Regions from separate parts of the Mus musculus genome. Here region 2 is linked to region 1. A link is a contact called in public HiChIP or PLAC-seq data. All regions are on one chromosome and are shown on one strand. Each heading gives the region's core, a stretch centred on a gene start, on an enhancer-like site or on the middle of the called end of the contact. The rest is flanking DNA. Distances are from core to core; before and after follow the strand shown.

Region 1 (6,575 bases), core at 778-3,277:
GAAATTAACCCAGAGACACTGGTCTGTTGGAGTTAGCCTAGAAACTGGAGCTAGACTCCGGTTTTGTTAGAGGGTGACTTGGAAACTGATGTTAGGTACCAGTCTGTTAGTTTACCTGAGTTTAAGTTCTCTAAAAAGGAGCCTGAACTTAAAAGGTGTGGTCTCTCATTGTCACCTTTGACAGTTACCTTCTGCTCAGGTATACTTTGCTCTGGACGAGGAGGGTGTAGAGACTGCATGTGTGTGCATTGTTGTGGTGTGTAGCATGTGGTGTGTACTTGCTAGTGTGGCTATGTGCATGCAGATGCACAAGCACGTGAATTCATGTGTGTGGAGGCCCAGGGCTAGTGCTGGATGGTGTTCTAGGATGGCTTTCCACATTTGTGTATTTATTGAGGTAGGTGCTCTCACTGGACCTGAAGTTCACCAATCTAGCCGGTAGCCAATCAGGGCTGAGGATCTGATGTTTCCAATTCCCCCAGTGCTGAGATTATAGAGGTGTGCAGCCCTGTCCTGATTTTCACACAGCTTCTGGAATTTGAACTTAGGTCCTTGTGTTCGCAGGACAGGGACTTTTTCTACTGAATCATCTCAGGTATGGGTACTGCTGGGGACCCCTAGAGCGTGTATCACAGTACAGTGCGGGCAAGAACCTTCATCTACATGGGGGATCCTTATTTGAGTTTGCCAGCTATGAGCCCTACGTGTCCTGGCTGAGCTGGGGAGTTACATGGCTCCAACTCTGTTGCTGTATCTAGGAGCATGGGGGGGGGGGTACTTTCCTCTATGGTCTCTGAAATTCTGAGAAGTTTCTGGAAGGTGTGACAAGGATTCTGACTCAGGCTTGCTCTGTGGCCAGGCCAGGGAAGAACAGGAAGAGTTGGGCCTTGTGCTAAGGAAGGTAAGGACCCTGATGTTAACAGGAAGGGGGCTTGATGGAAAGGAATCATCAAACCCACAAGAAGCACGCTTTATTTAACAAGTTCTTGTGTAAAGCGTTCTCTGTTGAGGGCCTCCGCTTGGACAATTTATAGCCATGTGCTCCTAAATTCCTCATCATTTTCCTTATTGATTTTATTCATAGAGGCTCTGTCTCTGCCCATGGTAAAGTAGATTCAATGTTAGGTCTCTTGGTCTGAGGCTTGCTTAGTGTACATAGAGCACCCTTCCCAAGGGTATGTACAAAGCACGGCAGTGGTTCTCAGCCTTCCTAATGTTAGGATCCTTTAATACAGTTCTTCATGATGTGGTGACCCCCACCCCAACCGTAAAGTTATTTTTGCTGCTACTTCATAACTCTAATTTTGCTATTTTATGAACCATAATGTAAATATTTGTGTTTGCCCATGGTTTTAGATAACGCCAGTGAAGGGTCCTTTGAGCCCCAAAGGGATCATGACGCTCGGGTTGAGAGCCCCTGGTGTAAGCAAGCAGTTCTTCTTATCCTCCGTGGTCCTGTGCTATGCCCATGTTCTTGGGGCAACAGAAGGTTGGGGAAGGAGACACAGTGTGGAGAGAAGCCTGCTTGCAGGGTCCCAGAGACATGTGGCAGAGAGTGGATGGAAAAGGAAGGTCAAGGCTTGAGGAAGTAGTAGAGATGTGATCTCACAGGGGTGGACATGAGCAGAGGAGAGCTGAGTAATTCTGACATAGTCTTTGCTGAGCTGATGAATATCCCTAGGACGTAGGGGTCGGCACAGAGTCTACAAAAATGGGCTGATTCTTTCCACCATGGCGCAGTCACCTCATCACTCACGGGATGTTTATACTCAGTGTGGCATGAGAACTTGTGGAACAGCGCTAATGGCTTAGTAAGCAGTTCAAAATGGGTAGGCACACTTCAGGGGCATGTCCATGTCCTGCCTGGCCTATCCTCTCTAGAACTATATTTTGTCTTCTTCTAGTTCACTCTTTGGAGACAACCTCATGGTCACAAGAATTAAGGGTGCCTCCCATATCACTGTTGCATGTTGGACTTCCTCTGAGGGAGAGGATACTGACTGAGACACTGTGTGTTATTCCTACATTCTGATCAGAGGACGGGAGACTTCCCTCCCACTCAGAGATTCTGAGCATAGGGAAGTGTTCTCAGCTCCTGTCAAAGGGAACCCTTTCGTGGTTTGGACTTCCAGCCAGGTCCTGTCTCAGCTTATCTTTGTGTTGTATAGAGTCTTTGAACCAGTGCAGGTGACAAGAGTTCCAGGTTCTCTGAAACACCCCGCTCTAGGCCGAATGTGACTCTCTCAAATGGGCATGCTTATGTGTGGTAGGTATCTGTGTTCATCAAGTGGTTTTGTTTATCACTGAAACTGAAGCCCATTGGCTGGACTATCTGGCAATGAGCCCCAGGGGTCTCTCTGCTTCTGACTCTCCAGTGCTGAGATTACAGACCTAGCCTGCCCCACCTGGCTTTTTACAACAGTGCTGTGGCTCCAAACTCCAGCACTCATGCTTAGTGGGCGAGCCCTTCACCTACTTCCCAGCCCACGTATGCTGAGATCTCAGCCCTGGCATTAGGAAGCAGAGCTTTACCACATGGCTCAACAAACAGTAAGAACACCGGCTGCTCTTGCAGAGGTCCTGAGTTCAAATCCCAGCAACCACATGGTGGCTCACAACCATCTGGAATGGGGTCTGATATCCTCCTCTGGTATTCAGGTGCATACATAAAAATCAAGAGATGTGAGAGGCCATAATGGTGCACCTCATGAATGGGGTTTGTGATTTCTTATGAAAGAGATCTCAGAGAGATGCCTCTTTCCCCAGCACCTGGGTGGTGGTTAGGGTGGGGACACAGTGGGAAAGAACATCATGGAGTCAGGGAGTGGCCTGACTAACCCTAACCCTAACCCTTCCCAACATGGACTCTTCTAGCTCCTTGACCTGGGCCCTTCTCAGCTTCCGAGAAGGAAGCAATACACCACGGATGCTCACAAAGCCCTCCAGCTTACGCCACTCTGGTACAGGAGCCCAAACAGAGCAAGCTCCACCCTCTTCAGGTTTCTTCATATCACCAGCTGTGCCAGGCTGATGCCAAATCAGACTCACTGGCAAACTCCTTATTATAAAGTTTTCAGTCCTATTAAACCAGCAAAGTCCCTTTTGTTCACCGTTTAATATGACATACATCTTCAGGTTCCAGGCACTAGGGCACAGATGGGCACCTTGGTTGGGGGAAAAAGACCCCTTGATGGAGGAAAGCCGTCCCTCTCCCAGCCTCTGCAGGAATGTCCATGACATGGGGGATGAGGCCATGTTGCTGTACCAGAGGGAATGTAAGTAATTTGTCCAGATTTTTACTGTCCCAGAGGAATGAAATAGTTGGTGGTTTCCCAGTGAGAAAACCACTAAGCTGCTGCCCTTGATACACGGTGCTCCACACAGTTAGAACATGGAAAGATTTTCATGACGGCACCTTTCCTTAAAGACACCCCGGGAATCTAGAGCCAGATACTGCTGATCTGAAAGACACTCAGGTGGCCTTTCAGCTTCACAAAGGCTGAGAAGTTCCCACCTTGGGGGCGAGGGGGGGATTGTAGCATCCTCTTCTATTAGTGGTAAGAGTCACTAAAAAGGCCAAACCCACAGAGCACAGTGCGGTCACGGTGCTGCAGAGAGGAAGGGGACAGTCAAGGTGAAGGAAACAGAAGTCTGTGGTTGAAAGCAGTTTCAGTATGACTGACGGCATTTCTCCGGAAAAACTAAGTTGTTGTGCTTCAGTGTAGCCGGACAGTGTCAGAAACCAGATGAGTGTACAGTTAGGGACCCCTGCCACTGGGCATGTGCGTGTGTGTGTGTGTGCATGTGCGTGTGTGTGTATGTGTGTGCGTTCACGTGCACACCGTGTGTGCATGCGTGCTTGCATGCATGTTGGGGAGTAGGTCCTAGTTATCCCCTTTATAAAGCATTCCTGAGTGTAGAGGCTTAAGGCTGCCATGTTTCACTGTCCAGCTCTGTGGGTGACCTAGGCTAGCAGAGTGCTCTATTGGACTTCCAAGGCCCATTGACTGGTAAATGACAGCAGGCCTCCCTGAAGCACCTGTCCCCAGGAGTGAGGTGTGAAACAGGGTGGTGGTCCTTGCAGCTGCCAGGGCCTTTCTCTCAGGTAGATGGACTTTTAAAATGAGAAAGTATCAAGTTTCTATAAAGGTTAAAGACTTCAAACTTTGTAAACCATTGCAGTCTCTACCAGACGCTTCCAACTCCACCCTTGACACACAGAGGTAGCCACTGAGCAAAGAGATGTGGTTATGTTGAAAGAAAACCTATTTACAAAAACAGATAGTGGGCTGGACACAGCTCAGGACTATAATTTGCCTCCCTCACTCTTCTAGGCTGGCTCAGGTTAAGAACAGTCAGCCCACACACCCAGGCCAGGCCCAGATCACTTGTCAGAGTGCAGGTTTGAGTGAGCCACAGAGGTTTGTGATGTAGCTTAGTTGGCAGAATGCTTGCCTGGCAATGCACGAAGCCCAGAGTCCATTCCCTGCACTGCATGTGGCGGTGTATGCCTGTCATTCCAGCAACTGGGAAGTGGACGAAGGAAGGTTAGAAGTTCAGGGGCATTCTTGGGTATGTAACAAATTTGAGGCCAGCCTGGGCTACATAAGGCTTTCTGCTGGTTCAGCCTCCCTGCAAGGCCCTCTGTCCCCAGAGGGTCCAGAACCTTCTATCAATAAACATCACAGCCAGCAGTTTTGTACTAAAGATTCTGACTTCTGATTGGCTGGATCCGGAGTCTGACATCACGGACAGCAACCAATCAGGGTCTTCCTTGTACCTTGTACCCTGTGTCCTGCTTTTCCAGGAAACTAACTAAAATAAGAGTTCTGCTGCTTCTTTAAATTTCCACTCTTTGTCAGTCTATGAAGTCAGCCCACTCTGCATGGCAATAAATGCCGCTCTGTATAGAATTTAGAATCAGAGCACATTGGATGACCGCTGTGTCCGTTATTTGCATCTGCTTCCGGTTTCGGGGCCTCTCTCTCTCTCTCTCAATCTCTCTCTCTCTCTCTCAGAGATTCTGTACCTCGTCGGAAGGTTTCTTAAATGTGTTCTTGGCTTCCTTGTTTCATTCCTACATGGTGGTGGTCAGGATGGTTGCTCTGGGAGCTTACTGCCCTTTAAGGCTCTGTGAGTGGATGATAGAAAGGGACCTTGCAGCTCAGAGAGCAAGCACACCTCTGTCTTTTTTTATTTATTATTATTATTTATTATTTATTATTATTTGTAGGCTTCGATTTTTTTTCAAAACCTACTTTTAATAACAGTTCTAAAATGCTCTAACCTCCCTTTTAGCCCACCACCCACCATAGGTAGTAGAAAAGAAAGGTTATTAGGATACGGGGGAAGTGGACCTGTTTAGAAATAGTCCTTTGGAGCAAATCCAATCTGCATCGTCAGGAAATAATCGGTTCAGTTCACAGGCATCAGGAGTGGCAAGAAGCTGCTAGAGCACCTCCGGAAGGTTTTTTTTTTTTTTTTTTTTTTTTTTCTCTCTCTATAGAGTCACAACATGGAGCTCAGCAACAAAACATAAGGCGAACCAATACACACGTGTCTAGCGAAGGGCTCTTCATCAAGCTCCCTGCCACATGCTTGCTGTAGCAAAACATCCTTTCACCTGTGTCTGTTTCAGCAAAATGTTTCTTCATGTGTCTGCTTCAGCAAACCATCTTTTCGTCTGTGTCTGCTTCAGCAAAAGATCATTTGACATAGCTGGCTTTCCAAAGAAACCAGAAGTTTCCACAATAATAATAATAATAGTAATAATAATAAGTGGTGAAATTTGACCCAAGATGCCTTTTCTCCCTGCACTGATTCCATGGCTGGGCTAAGGCTAGGAGAGCGGTTCTCCAGAATGGGTGGTGATCTCTCCCTGGCTCTCAGGGTCTGTTATAGGAGGGTACATTTTTAGGACATAGGGTACAGAATTTCAATGGGAGAAGAATAACAGGTCTTCAATATAGGAGCTGCCCTTCCCACCTGACCTAGGAACCCTAACCTGCTCCTTTCCCCATCAGACTCAGCCCAGAAGGTGGTCTATTCTTAGGTTCACTTGGACTAAGACAGGGTGGGGCTGGGGGAGACATTGGGTCTGAGTGGTTGTGGAAACAGCTCGGGCTTTTCTGCAGTAGATGTGTTTGAACTCCCAAAGGGGTTGGGAGCCACAGGTTGAGAACCGTGGCTCTATTGACCTTCCTCCCTACATACTCTGTAGATCTGACCCATCCTCTGGTGGTTTGTGCCAGGAACTGCAGTGTGTGCTGGCACTTTCATGTTTCCCAGTGCAGAATTTCTGGTCTAAAACATTGCCAAGTGGCAGGGGCTTTTCTATTAAGTCAGGATATACCGCCAAGGACACTGCACTGACACAGTCTGAGTGGCTTGAGCTAATAGGTGTTTTTTCCCCTGTCACACTGTAAAGCCACAACATTGTTAAGGAGACTTTGTTCACCGGGACAGCCCCTGACTGGGTCACAGTGTTAATGGACCGGCTGCTGATGTGGTGCTGTCATGCTCAGCAGTCAGTGGGATGGAGCACTAAGGAAGACTGCCTTCTGCCTGGAAGCAGT
Region 2 (7,356 bases), core at 2,059-4,558, 190 kb before region 1:
ATTCATTCATGCATTCAGCCATTTATCCAGTCAATCAGTCATAAACAGTCTCACATGGCAGAGGCTGATGTTACAACTGAAAATGACTGAATGTCTGATCCTGCTGCCTGCACCTCCTGGGTGCTCGGATGACAGACGTGTACTACCAAGTCTGTTTCATCTCCTTCTGGGAATTGGACCCAGGCGTCTGCGCATGCTAGGCAAGCACTTTACCAACTGAGCTACAATTAGTAAAGTGTTTTATTTATTTTAAAATACATTACATTTATTTATCTTTTATTTATGATGTGTTGTATGTGTGCGTCCACTCAAACCTACACCATAGTGCACATACGGAGGTTATGGGGACAGCTTTAATGTCTCAGTTACCCCCTTCCACCAGAGCTCAAACTCAGGTGTCAGGCTTGGTGGCAAGTGCCTTTCTCCACTAAGCCATCACTTTTAAAGAAAATTAATTCCTTGCCAACATCGAAAAGCAGGATATTTCTCACACTCATATACATACATAACACACACACGAGGTATTTTTAATGTCACCTTTTGAAAACTTGGAGCCACAGTCCCCCTGATCTGGTATTGTAACAGTGAAGGCATTTTCTCTTCGTGACAGAGTCCAAGGGTGGCTCACCTCCTGAACCCCCATAAAATACTAGGTGTATGTATCAAGGCCCAAGCCAAGAGCTTCTGGACACTGGGCTGAAGTCGTGTAACCAGGCTTAGACCTGAGTTCGATGCCGGGCGCTGTGAAAGAAAAAACCCTCGGGTTGCGTACATCAGCGTACTCTCGACCCTCCAGCTGGACACGCCCTGAAATTTTTCTCAGAGAGAGCCACATCCTCCACCTGCTCTCAGCTTACACCTCTTATATTGGCTGCTCAAAGTGTGCTACAGCAGTGTATAAACACAAAGCGATTCTTAAATGCTTTCTGGTCTAGATCATCTCTCTTTGGCTCCTGCATCCAAACCCAATTCCCGCTCTGAAACAAACCAGCCACTTAGAGTAAGAACGTTTTGAGTTTGGTTGCGAAGGTAGGATACCGATAAAGCACTTGCTTAGCACGTAGCAGTCCAGGGTTCAAGCCCCAGCACTTCCGCAAAAAACTCGTTTGAAAGTCATACTTCAATTAAAGTCCTCCACCATCTCCCTATTCGGGAGACCCTACTTACAGCCTGTTCAGTAATCAGCACACTGGAGACTTGGGGGAAATTCTCCCACCCCAGGGTTATGTTTCAATTTTCTTCTAGTTCAATTAATTGCAAGCACTTGCCCACTAGGTGGACCCCCAGGGTGTAACACCGGACGCATCATCACCCGGGTCCTGGAGACCGAGCCTCCATCACCTTGTTGAGCTGTTTTTAAGCACCAGGGGGCGCGAATGAGTTGTTTTCCAAGTTGATATCAGAGACATCTTTCACACTTCCTCTGATTTCCAAGTTAGATGACAATGACGGAAGCATAAATGTGGTGGAGGCGCAATGTAAACTGCCCCCGGGAATGAAGACAGGCATCAGATTTCAAAATTCAGTATAAAGAACAGCTTCGTGGGTCACAGCAGTCCGTTCTTCCGCTGTCAGCCTTGGGTGAGTCAGGCAAGTTCAATTTTTTTTTTTTTTTTTTTTTTTTTTTTTTTTTTTTTTTTGTGAAAACGCTATTCCCCGATTCTACCTACTTAGGGATCCTATGACATCAGTAAATTCGAGAAAAGTGGAACCGATTAACCAAATCAAGATTCGTTTACATCAAGGTAGTTAGTTCTTCGGAAAAAAACAAAACAAAAAACAAAAAAAAATCCAAACAAACAAAGTGTAAAGGGGGGAGGGGGTGTTCCCTGAACTGATCAGCACCCGTGAAAGGAGATTTATCCTCTATTGCGTATCTGTGCTATGGGGGCTTTATTGGTTAAGGGGTATTTTACCAGCTAGACTCCATCATTATTGCCCTGTGAAGGCGTCCAAAAGTCCAACGGTGAATGGCATTTAAATCACCACTGGATGTGCCTCGGAGATTATTTGTGGAGTTACTACTGTGTGTCTTGAGTAAATGGAAAGAGATCCACTTGGTGAGATGTTCCGGGTGGGGGTCCCGCACACTCACTCTTTATTTTGGGGTTTGCTTTCTTTGAAAAATGAGAAAGGAGGGGGTTGAGTGAGGGAATCATTCGAGCCCAGGTCCCACAGTCCGAGCTCAAGGACCTTGCCACCTGCCACATTCCGTATTTGGGCAAGCGCGTGCGTCACTGTCAGGAATATGGCTCCCTTTGCCAAGGCCGGCTATAATCTTACGTGTCTGTAAACGCGGGGAGTGTTTGCCACGTTCCTTTACAATAGCCAACCCGATGACTGACTTAAGAACATGCCACCAGATGCTCTGTCTCCCATTTCCTTATGTCTTTTGTACATCCCAGGAATTGGGGAAAGGGGGGTGGGGTGGGGGCTGGCTGGCGTGTTCACTGAGAACCGAAAGGAGAGGAGAACTACCAGTTCAAGATGCTTGGGGAATGCCCTCCGTGGCTTGCTCTAGCCCGAGCACCGAAAGCGGGTAGGTTTCCCAGCCGGGGACACCGAGGCCGCGGACTCTCAGGTCCTCGGAGACAGCCGCCACCTCTCCACGTGGTCGGGGACACAGACCAACCGGGTCTAGCTTGGTTTCCCAACCGTGTTACGCAACAACTTTGTAGGGGTCGTCTTCGCCCTAATTGTGTCGGGAGCGCTGTTTGTGTTACCGTTGCGGCGCTGCCCGGGAGAGGAGCGGGACATTTCAGTAGCCCGGCTGCCGCGCCCCTTTCCCGGTCTCAGAGGGGACCGTGGGCACAAGGAGGCCAAGGTCCCCGCCACGCCCGTGTCCCCATAGCCCTCACCCGGGGTTCTATTGGCAACAGGTAGCCCGGCCCTCTGTGGCTCTCCGGGAAACAAACAAACAAAAAAAGGTGCTGGCACCACGGAGCGAGCGCAGCGACCCGGAGGGCGCGGCCGGCAATGGGCAAAAGGGTCCTGGGCTCCTCTTAGGCGTGCCTCGGGTTGCTCCGCGGTGCGTCCCGTTGCGCAACATAGCGCTCGGCCTGGGTCCCCACGGACAGCGGGTAGCAGCTGCGGCCGCGGCCAGAGAAGGACGCGGACTGCCAGTGGCGCCGCGGCGGAGAGGACGGGGCGGGGCGGGGCGGGGCGGTGGGGAGCCCGCCCCTGTCGGCGCGGCCAGTGGCGGCGGGCCGGGGGCGGGCGCGGGCGCGGCGATTGGGGCGGCCGCCGCCCGTCACGGCGGGGCTGGCGGGCGGCGACGTAGCGCGGCGCTCGGAACTGACCTACTAACACACATCTCTCGGCGCGGCCACGGCGCCCGCGGACCCGGCGCGCCCGCTCGTCTCCCGCGCCGCGCCCTCGCCACCGCCCGCTGAGGGCCCGGCGGAGCTTGAATCGCGCCCCGGCGCCGCCAGCCCGGTTACAGCCGCCCTTTCTTTTCCCCCTCACGGACCAGGGAGCAGAACCACGGTAAGCGCTCCGCCCACCGGCGGCCCCGGGGGCCCTGCTCTGCTCCGTGCCCGCTCTTGGAGCGCGCGGCCGGCGGGCGTAGGGCGCGGGATGCGTGCGGGCGCGGCGCAGGGCTGGCGGGAGGCGGCGAGTGTGCGCGGGGCATGCATTACATAAACTTTTGCTGCCTTGGCAGGAGGGGGGACTCGCCACCTTAAGGTAGCTGCTTTGATTGCAGCGCCCTGGCGCCCGCACGTAGCCCGGGCTGCCGCGCGCTCCCTCCTCCTCCCCGCTATTGCATAATGTCTCCGGATTTCAGGAAAATTGATGTTTCGGTGGCGAAGAGCGCGCCGTGGAGGCGGAGTGGAGGCCGATCCTTTTAGCAGCCAGACGACTTGCCCTGCTCTCCGGGGTCTCTCCGCGCTAGTCCCCAATCCGGGCCAGCTAAGGGGAGGGTTGAGTCTTGATTTGCTTAGGAGGATTGGGAGTACCAACGGTGACGGCAATCGGAGATGCCTGCGCGGCGTTTGTTTGTGTCAGGCGCTGTGTCGGCACCGACGTTTTCCAACCCGTTTGTCGTCACCGTGTTTTACGAGCCCTCGGGAAGGTGGAGGGATGTGTCCTTTCTTACATTGCATAATGGGCCAGCGATGAAACGTGGGCACCGAGGACGAACTGATGTGAGAATGTGCGCGTGTGATTTGTGTGCAATGATTTGGTCATTTTAGCGCAGCGTTGGCTATTAGATCCTTATTGGTACCTCTGTATCGTCCCAAATACGCATATTTTAAAAAACGATTCTATGGAGTTCATTATTAAGAAAGAAGAAATCCTAGTCTTGGACACTAATGCGCGCGGGGGAGGGGGGGCTCCTTAAATGTTCCGAGGTGTTATTTTTAAAACCCGGACGAGCCATTGTGACGTTTGCCTCCCCACTTTTCCCAACTGGAATGCGATGCGTTTCATCAGCCTTTCTTTTTCTTTCTTTCTTTTTTTTTTTTCTCACCTTATCGTCATTGGCTTTTTTTTTTTTTTTTTTAAGACACCACAAGACAAATCATTACTAGATTCCTGGAAATGTGAGGTTATGTAACTGCCGAATTTGCTGGCTGTTGAGCATAGAAAGGGAGCTAATTACGTGATTTTATAATCTTGCCACAAAGAAAGTAGGGCAATCTCAGCGTTGAAGAATGTCACCATCAACAGGGGTTTTGTTGGTTCTTTTAAAGGATATTTTAAGCCGGAAAGTGACGACCGACTAAGCCTTGACATAGCTCATGCTTGCCAAATGTGTGTCTTTTACCCTAAAAGAAATGTACGTCTTTCTAAATATAGCCCTATCACATTTTAACAATCCTGGCCTCAGTGCTATTTCTGGTTTCTCCAGGGCTGTGTGCAAATACGAGCTCAAGGCCATTTGCTGTAGTTTTAACTCCACGCCTTCCAAGACCTCTGATAAGACTGTATTTTTAGGAAGGCATTTCGCAGCACCCAGAGACTGCTGGTGAACGCGGGGGCCCCATTTATCATTTTAAAGGACACTTTGGAGGAACTGCTGCGTTCAGAGGGCAACAGGGAATGGCCAAGTGACACCTTCTTTTCTGGCTTTTGTAAATAACAACGGCTAATGAGGTCAAAAGTATTTATTTCACATCATAATTTCCCCCAGATCAGATATGAGTTATGGGAAGTATATATAGGTTAGTAGATTGTATTTTTGCCTTGTATAACCTAGTTTTATTCTTGGAGATAGAATAATATGGTAAGTATCCGGATATTAAATTTCTTCCCGGATTCTTACTTAGTGTAATGATGTGTGAATATACGTATTTAATAGTGTCTGTGAGATATAGTTTTCTTAGCGTACCATTTACATAATTGAACTACAATATTATTTTAGGGGGCGGAGACATTCTAGATGATGACTCCTGGAACATATTATCCCTATTTTAGCCGTTTTCCAAGACGCTGCAGTTGCAGTAGGCCCCCCAGCAGCAGACCCTGACCCACTTTGCGTGCTGGGCTGGGAGACCCAAGCCTTCAGAGGCGGGGGGCCTGGGGGGACTTTGCAGCGCCACCTTTCATCATGCGTCCTTGCGCCCCTCGCTGGTCCGGGAGACCGGGCACGCGCCTGGCAGTGGCAGGCAGAGACCTCGACCCAAGACGCTCCCCTTGGGCAGCAACTGGACGCGCCTCGCGGTGGCCCGCGCGGCTCCCCGGCCCCTCCCGCATTCCTTTGTTCTGGCGCGGGGGTCCTCGCGGCGCCGAGGCCCCGCTGCGCCGCCCACCCGGCGGGGGGCGGGCCTGGGGAGCGGCGCGGCGTGGGGGCGCGGCCGCGAGCGGGGCGGAGGCTTGCAGGGCCGAGTTCGGTGAGCTGCGCTCGCCCGGAGCCGGTGGCCTGAGGCGGAGAGCAGGCGTGCCTCCTGGGCGCCGGCTCCGGTGGCCTTGGGCCTCGGGACAGTGCAGCCTCAGGCAGACCGAGCCAGAAGCTGACTCTACTCCGGAGCACCGCTAGCCGCGACCCCCACAGATATCTTTGTTTCTGGAGTCTCCGTTGAATTTCAGAGGCAAGATCTCTTCTCCATTCACGGAGTGAAAAAGCAGGACATCTAAATGGCTACAGAAAGAAGGGAGGGCAGTCTTGATCGTGATGGATAGGAGGGACAGTGCTTGAACATGGACAGTGGAACCCAGTTTTTTTTTTTTTTTTTTTTCTTATTGTAGCTAAAGTTTATTTGATCCAAAGCCCGGGATGATATATATGGTCGGGAGTCCCTAATTCAAAGTCACCCACATAGATGTAGCTGTCTCTCCTGTAAAAGTACCTCTCTACTTCCTCTCTCTACTTCATCACAGCTCCACGTTTCTCCCGGTGGCCTTCTGAAGCCACAGGAAAGCCTCCTGGTGTTTGGAGGGTGATCAGCTCAGGCTGCTCTCTGGATGGCAAACCTGGAATTCAGCATCAAATGATGCTCTTGGATACCCTAAGGACCCTCTTTGGGAGTCTGCTTTGGGAGATGCAAAAAAGGCAGGTGTAAGTGCTGCTCTCTCCCCAGTATATGATACTCTCTCCTCAGTATATGATAGACCTTCACTGCCTTTCAGGGAAACCTGAGGGGAAGGAAGCCCGTGGATCCGCACAGTTAAGAAGGGGCTCAGTAAATGTTTCCAGAATGCTTATGTTTGGACTGGCTTTCCTTTACGGAACCGAATCTCACAGAAAGAATGAAGACAGGTTGGTATTGGGCCTGTAAAGATTCACCTTCTCTGTTACCCCTGAATACCCTTGCCTTGTGCGTGTTACTTAATGTTTGTACCAAGATAATTCTTGAAGCATCGAAGTGCTTCAAGGTCCCAAGTAACTGGGACCTTAGGGAGTATTGGAAGAAACGGAGGTGACAAGGTCCCCACAGCAAGAGTAGCTTGGCCTTTTCCAGATCCCTGGAATTTTCTGTGACTTGAGTTCTCTAGCCTGGCTGATCTCTTCTTCTAAACCATCAGCAGTGCGCATTCTCACCTACACTTGTGCACGTGCACGCTATCTTAGAGAGAGGATACGGGGAGCTGTGTGGATGTCAATTAAAGCCAGGCCCCGTTAGACTGATGACTCTTGACCTCCATGAAGAAACCTAGGCCCGAAGTACCCAGGGCAGTCTCAAATTAGTGCCTTGCAGAAAGGACTGGAACCTGGAGTCCTCACTGCCTTGATTCAGAAATATGAAGGGCAGTTACTAAACAAGGCAGGACCCACTGGGCACCACCCCCACCCACCACCCCCACTTTACAAAACAGGTGCTCAGAGAAGCTGGGTAAGCAGTCCAGCGTAGAGTTTCAAAAGATGAGAGTTGTGCTAGCTGTGTTCATGCTCCTCCACCGTTCTGCCTGTCCCTT

Evidence for each region. HiChIP or PLAC-seq counts read pairs in DNA pulled down with a chosen protein or histone mark.
Region 2: a contact with region 1 is called in an H3K4me3 HiChIP or PLAC-seq map of bone marrow-derived macrophages, with 6 times the contacts expected there. The contact joins the promoter of Nfil3 here to the enhancer-like site in region 1. A contact is called at or near these places in 4 of 39 promoter capture datasets (liver, macrophages, maxillary cranial neural crest and 1 more), 2 of 15 datasets of contacts at CTCF or cohesin (CD8 T cells and the NIH/3T3 cell line), 20 of 484 Hi-C or Micro-C datasets (B cells, CD8 T cells, the N1E-115 cell line and 11 more), 28 of 115 datasets of contacts at active chromatin or transcription factors (the 230-238 cell line, CD8 T cells, DN3 thymocytes and 17 more) and 5 of 9 other capture datasets (adipose tissue, embryonic stem cells, liver and 2 more).

Annotation. Positions count from the first base shown.
Region 1 is chr13:52,790,828-52,797,402 of GRCm38.p6, reverse strand. No RefSeq gene overlaps it. Among named protein-coding and RNA genes, the nearest start is that of Gm33315, 35 kb to the left of the region's middle. Within about 2 kb of position 2,027, at least 9 of the 459 cell types and tissues checked have an H3K27ac peak or open chromatin away from gene starts, as enhancers often do. A contact at or near this core is called in the SCID.adh cell line, bone marrow-derived macrophages and hematopoietic stem and progenitor cells, where this site is marked.
Region 2 is chr13:52,976,991-52,984,346 of GRCm38.p6, reverse strand. Nfil3 (nuclear factor, interleukin 3, regulated) reads left to right here and starts at 3,308. Exons shown (of 2, transcript NM_017373.3): 1 at 3,308-3,486.